Regions from separate parts of the Hordeum vulgare genome. Here region 1 is linked to region 2. The links are chromatin contacts, called in public Hi-C maps. All regions are on one chromosome and are shown on one strand. The core of a region is the stretch at or near the end of the contact, and the rest is flanking DNA. Distances in the headings are between cores, read along the strand shown.

Region 1 (2,944 bases), core at 359-2,858, 210 kb before region 2:
ACAAGGAACAAACATAAACAATTATATACCTGCTGAGGAGTGAGGACAACAGCAAAACCATTGATCAAGTAGTGGTAACTGTACAATTTTATGTAGTGCTCTCCTCTTAGTGTCTTCTTCAGGAGCGAATTTTGAAGGCGCACTAGGAGTGAACCATAATTCACAGATTCAGGTGAAGCATGCCTGCATTACCATGGTTAATATTAGAATGAGAAGGAAATAAATCGCACTCATGTCATTCCATGGAAAATAACTGCTGGACCTTCTCAGATAAGAAGTTAAATCAATAATTAATCGTCAGAAAATATACTATTTTTAGCCAAAACCTGTTGAAGAATGACACTTCATTGTAGCACGCAACAAGTAGACGAAAGTAGAGACCGGAAGAATTAAGTTATGTCAATCCAAAAAGGAAAGACATTCTAAAATCAAAATTTTAGATATTCTATGGGTACTTTCAAGTTGTTGTTAATAAATGTACTGGCTAGTAAATAAGTACTACATACAGTAGGAGTATGTTAAGATGACTGCACTAGCCAATTGTCAAAACAAAACAAAAAGGTGCACGGTTTCCTAAGAAAAAAGGGTTTCCAGCTGTCTCTCTCTCTCTCTCTCTCTCTCTCTCTCTCTATATATATATATATATATATATATATATATATATATATCTTGGGAGTAAAGTGTAAAGGTGACTTCGGTTAATTACTGTACTGATAAATAACCTGCAATTTTCACCTTAGAGAAACTAAGTGGGCCTGATCAAATATATGGTTGAGAATAATCAGTTCATACATTGATGCAAATGAGGGTAAAAAAATGAATTTCAACTAGTAGTAATTACATACAATGTAAACATAGTAGTCGGCTGATTAAGAAATACGGCTGCAGTGACATCCCAATCACCTGAATAATACTAGCATAATCAAATTTGGCCAAAACTGCCCCTGATTAGTAAAGTGCTATTTTCTCGGGGGAATCAGTTTTTCTAAGAGCAAACTGCGGAATCGAAGAGGCGAAAATCACAGGAAAAAAAGTGAGGGGGGGATTGATTGACACTATATAGACGCACGAGAACTGGGGAACTTTTCGGCAAGAGAGACGCCCACCTCGGCTTCCTGAGGATGCTGGTGGCCGGGTTATCCCCTCCGCCGCCGCCGCCGCCGGCGGCAACGCTGCTGCTCCCAACCCTCTCCGGGTCGAGGCGCTTGTGGGACACCGCCGCCTGCTGCATGGTCACAATGTACACCGCGGTGCCCTCCTCGGAGCCGCCGCGTGCGCCGGCCAGCAGCGCCACCGCAAGAACCGCCGCCCACAGGAGGGGGGCAGCCCGCTGCTCCCTCCGCGCCACCCCCATTGCCTCAGAGCGCGCCTCGCCGCCCCGAAGCTCCAGAGGGGGAGGGGCGGCAGGAATCCCCGAGGAAGATTAGCTGCACCCGTCGCCCATGGGAGCAGGAGGACTGGTGGTGTTGCACGCGGCGGAATAATGGCGAGGGGCGAGCGAGGCGTGCGCTTTTAAGCCGTGTGCCCGAGTCAAGCGTGGGGAGTGGAGGAGGGGGAGGGGAGCACGCAATAAAGAAGTGACCACTGCAGCGGCCAAAGCACTCCTCGCCTGCTGCTGCTGCGGTGCTGCCGCCGCTTTGGCGTGGGCGCCTCCACCTTGTTGGTCTTTTGTTGCTGTGCGCCGGTGCCTCCTGGTCCTGACTCCTGGGGTGTATTCTGTATTGTGCTGTAATTTGGTGGTGTATTGGAGTATCATGATACTACTACAGTATGCTTGTGTGAAAGGGGTGGAAGGTGGTGGCTACAGTAATAACAGGATCAGCTTTCCGGGAAGGAAGAAAGAGAGATGATGTATACTACGTACGTACGTACGTACGATGAAAATGCGTACTGGTACGATCTTTGGGGAGGGGACACCTCATATTTCGAGGAAGGAAACTTGGGGGAGGGGACACCTCGGATTTCTACAGCCTCGGGAATTGCGCAGTGATTTCCAGCTGTTCGCCCGCCGGCTTTGCACCACGTCTACATTTTCACCGTAGAGCAAAGGAACTCGCACAAAAAACGGTGAAAAGAAGCTTCCGGTGCCAGTTTTTTTTCTCAGGAAAAAAATAACTTTCCTCCTCCGATTTCTGTTAGCACATATTCAAGTCGGACCCATAAGTCACCCGCATCCGTCCGGACTGTGGGAGCCATCCAATGCGAGATAGTCCGGACATGATTTTTTTCACAAACCGGAAAAAGCGGGGCATGTTTGCGCGAATTCGGACACGAAAAATGTCATCATCCGTCATCCCTGGCCCATCCAAAATCCTTCATGGACCATGTGACCCAATCCTCCTCATTTTTCTCCATTTTTTCTCTTGCCTTCGTTATCGCTCCACCACGCCACACCCCTACCGGAATTCCGCGTCTCTATCACCCTCCGGCGCTCTAGCGGGCTCCTAGTCGGTTCTCCTCCGTCTCCGTTCAGCTCATGTCCTCTGACCGCCCCGCCAGGTACCATCCTCTACTGGTATTCTCATAATGCTCGGCAATTGTTTGATGAATCGCTGGAGCTGAAAATAGTTGTCCCTTCTTCTTTCTACCGATGGATTTCGATTTGAGGTACATATACGAGCATTATGTTGAGTCGTCGAACGAGGAGGACTACTCCTCCCATGAGACGGCGATGATGCACGTGGTCCTTGAAACGCAGAGCGTGCGGAGGAGCATGTTCTCAATTTCAAGGGCTCGATCAAGGGTCATCGAGTGCTCAACCGCAACAGCACGCGGGGGCATTTGACACTAATGGTCGACTACTTTGCCCTCGATGCACTATTCGTTGACCATTTTCGCTGGTGTTTTTGGATGTGCATCATTGTCTTCGATCGTTTGTACCATGGTGTCCAATCATACGATGACCACTTCATTCTGAAGAAGGGCGTCGTAGGAACGATTGGCT
Region 2 (3,164 bases), core at 655-3,154:
GTTGGGTCTTCTCTCCGGGCCCGGTCTACCCAGGCCTGGTCTTCTCTCTGGGCCAGGTCTTCCCAAGCCAGGTCTTCTCTCCAGGCCAAGTTTTCCAAGGCAGGGTTCCTTTTAGAGTCTAGCCCATAGAGAGTCGAGCGTTTAATGCCTTGCATGACCCACTTATGGCCCCTTCGATCTTGCTGGGTTATGTCTTGGGATGCCGGATCTAGCCGCGGGTATTTCTTCGACAACATGTGCTAGCAAGTCTAGGTGCGACGGGAATTCAGAGTGACCATACTTTGTGGATCTCAAAATTTCCCGCTGATGTAAGTCGTGGAGTGGCCGACAATATTGCGGCGACCACACTTTATGAAATCCAAGGTGTTTGACGTCAGAAAACAAATGTTACAGTCTCTTTAGCAAATTTTACTAGATCAGTTGTTTGTTTTTGTCAAGGACAGTACTCTGCGCCGGCGCACCGACCCAATCGTTTTTGGTCGGTCGTCGCACAACCGTCCAATCCAGCTGCAATCAATTTTGCGCCAGCAGGCCGGATCTGACCGACCTGGGTATTTTTAGTGTTGCATCCATGGCTAATCACGCTAGAATCAATGGTTGATGCAATCCTGGCAGCCGCAGGGGCGGGACCTCGCCGGAGCTCATGAGGGACGTCAACAACGACGACGATGAGGGAGGAGTGAAGGTGTGCCCGTGCGGAGCGGTGGATCCATGTTTTTTTATTTTTGCGAGGTAGAAGACGACACACAAGGGGCACACCGGGTGGAGCCATTGTAGCAAAAATCGATACCGGTTGTAGCAAAAATCGACATCGGTTGTAGCAAAAAATTCGACGAACTTGGGTTGCAACTGTCATAAACGTGGATGCAGCTTTTTTAGTGGACGGTTATAACAAAAATTAAACCTGGGCGTACATCGGGTCGGGCTTTGGAAAGCCCGAACCAAAAATCTCACGCCCGAGCCCGGCCCGGCCCGGCCAAAAAATGCAAATCTCGGGCCCGAGCCCGGCCCGAACGAACTAAAAAGGGGATTTTCGGGACGGGCCTGGCCGGACCTCCGTGTAAAATGGTGATTTGTGCAAGCCCGAGCCCGGCCCGAATTGCTGCTCGGGCTTGAAAACCCAGCCCGAACTGCAAGCCCTGCCCGGCCGGGCCCGGCTGCCCACGTCCAGATTTAGCAAGAATCGACATCAGATGTAGAAAAAAACCCAACGAACTCGGGTGGCAACTCTCACGAACATGGATGCGGCTTTTTTAGTGGACGGTTGTAGCAAAAATCAACACCGACTGTAGTAAAAAAATCGCGACCAACCACACGATAGAATAGCTTTAATCCTATGACGCGCGCTTGGCATGCCGAAGCGTTCCCAAACGTTTACCTTTTGTCAAACACCCCCCTCAATTACTCCACTATGCTGGATGATTGCAACCTTATTACTTGATCAACAAAGTCGCTCTTTCATCATAAAAGGAAATGTGGCATACGGCACTACAATCATGTTTATTTTTCTGATCACAAACGAACCTTAATTTTTCATTCGCCAGAAGATCTCGAACACATGTGGGATATGGGCATGTGGCATCGGCCGCAGCTGAAACAGACCATCCAAAAAAGTATGCGGAGCACAAGACCAAGCACTCTCTACCGGGTAGCACAAAATTCTGTGGTTCAGTCTTGGCATGCAGCCCATGAGTTTATCTATCCTCAACCAGCATCAAATAAATCATCGCCAACATCTTTCACGGACTCAAACCCTAGAATCAAGGTCCACCTGCCAAAGTGCCAAGTGACTCAAACCGATGGTGACGTGACACGAAACGCACACGACACAAGTGATCAATACAATCACGTGAGGAAGCGGGCGAAGGGTCCAGCATTGCTGTGCTGCGCGCGGGCAGGCGGGCTACAGGTGGTCAACCAGGTTCCCGGGAAAAGCATGCGAGCAACACGCACTGTCGGGTTCCCGTCTCCTTGTGGCCCCGAGTGAAAGAAAATTAGACCACTCCATGGCCTTCCTTCCGTTTGGACTTTGGAGGGAGGGAGGGAGTTGAAGTTAATCATGGCAGGTATTTTTTGCTTTTCTGCTTCTGCTGCCGCTGCCGCCGTGACTCCTCCGCGTTTTGCACGCGCCGGCCACCGCTCGCCGGAGCAGCTATTGGAGAGCCGGTCGATCGAGACCTTCCATGGGCGCTGATCTGACTGGTCGTCTTGCTTGCCTTGGCACGGCGACTTGCCTGTTTGTGAGGACGAGCAGACAGAAAGGGTAGGAAACGAGAGGGATCGAAAGGGTGGAATCATTGCCTCTTTGCCTTGGCCGGCCGAACCAATTGTCAATCACCTCCGGGAATCGATCGATCCTTCACGGCGTGAATCACTCAAAGGTTGTTTCTACTCCTACTACTCGTGGTCGTGGCCCCGGCATTTGTTTCGTTTCACTACTACTATACTCAAAGCCAGGCCGCATACGCTCCTCGCCATGAGTGCCCCATCGCCAAAGATTCCTCCCGTCGTCGCTGTCCGTCCTGTAGCACCTGCACGCTGTCCGTCGCCGCATGCAGCGAGGCCACCAGCTCGCTTTTCGTTGTTTTCTCTTCCACGGTCAGTTCGGTTCCGTGGGTCCTTCTCACATGGGTTCATGCTCGACTCAGCTGAAGCGAGGTAGTAGATTTTTTCTTCTTGAGGGATCCCAAACTTTACAAAAATTGAACAACATTCAGCGGGATACAAAGAGGGTCATGCGGATATAAGCCACGTATGCCGACCCTGAGGAAGCGATACAACAAATTTTACGAGATTGTGGGCCTCCTGATTCAAAACTTAACCTTCAAATATAAAATCACATTAGTACAACAGACTCCTCTTCTGTTTATCTCTTTCATTTCACAATAGCTATATAGAGGCCTTCCAATCCCTTCTTTACGTCGTTCATAATTAATTTGCAACAGCAGACAATTACCAAACGGTTCAAAGATAGATCGACCGCAAGTGTAAAGGCATCGCGACATGCTACGGCCTTGAGAACTACGTATTGGACTAATAACACCAGGTAGAACAGTAGCTAAAGACTCGAAGTATTAACGGTGTTCATCTCTGCAAACTAAGCTACAGCCGCAGCTCAAAGGCAGGCAGGCAGGCAGGCAACCACAACGCACGCGTGTAGTTGT

The links. Hi-C and Micro-C count contacts between places; a contact is called where the count stands out from the background.
Region 1: a contact with region 2 is called in a Hi-C map of leaf, with 3 times the contacts expected there. The contact joins the promoter of LOC123444515 here to the enhancer-like site in region 2. A contact is called at or near these places in 1 of 6 Hi-C or Micro-C datasets (leaf) and 1 of 1 datasets of contacts at active chromatin or transcription factors (embryo).

Annotation. Positions count from the first base shown.
Region 1 is chr3H:502,068,021-502,070,964 of MorexV3_pseudomolecules_assembly, reverse strand. It overlaps LOC123444515 (subtilisin-like protease SBT2.2), which reads right to left and starts at 1,608. Exons shown (of 10, transcript XM_045121248.1): 1 at 1,107-1,608; 2 at 30-183. The coding sequence starts at 1,354.
Region 2 is chr3H:501,859,506-501,862,669 of MorexV3_pseudomolecules_assembly, reverse strand. No RefSeq gene overlaps it. Among protein-coding and RNA genes, the nearest start is that of LOC123444514, 18 kb to the right of the region's middle. Within about 2 kb of position 1,904, at least 3 of the 3 cell types and tissues checked have open chromatin away from gene starts, as enhancers often do. A contact at or near this core is called in leaf, where this site is marked.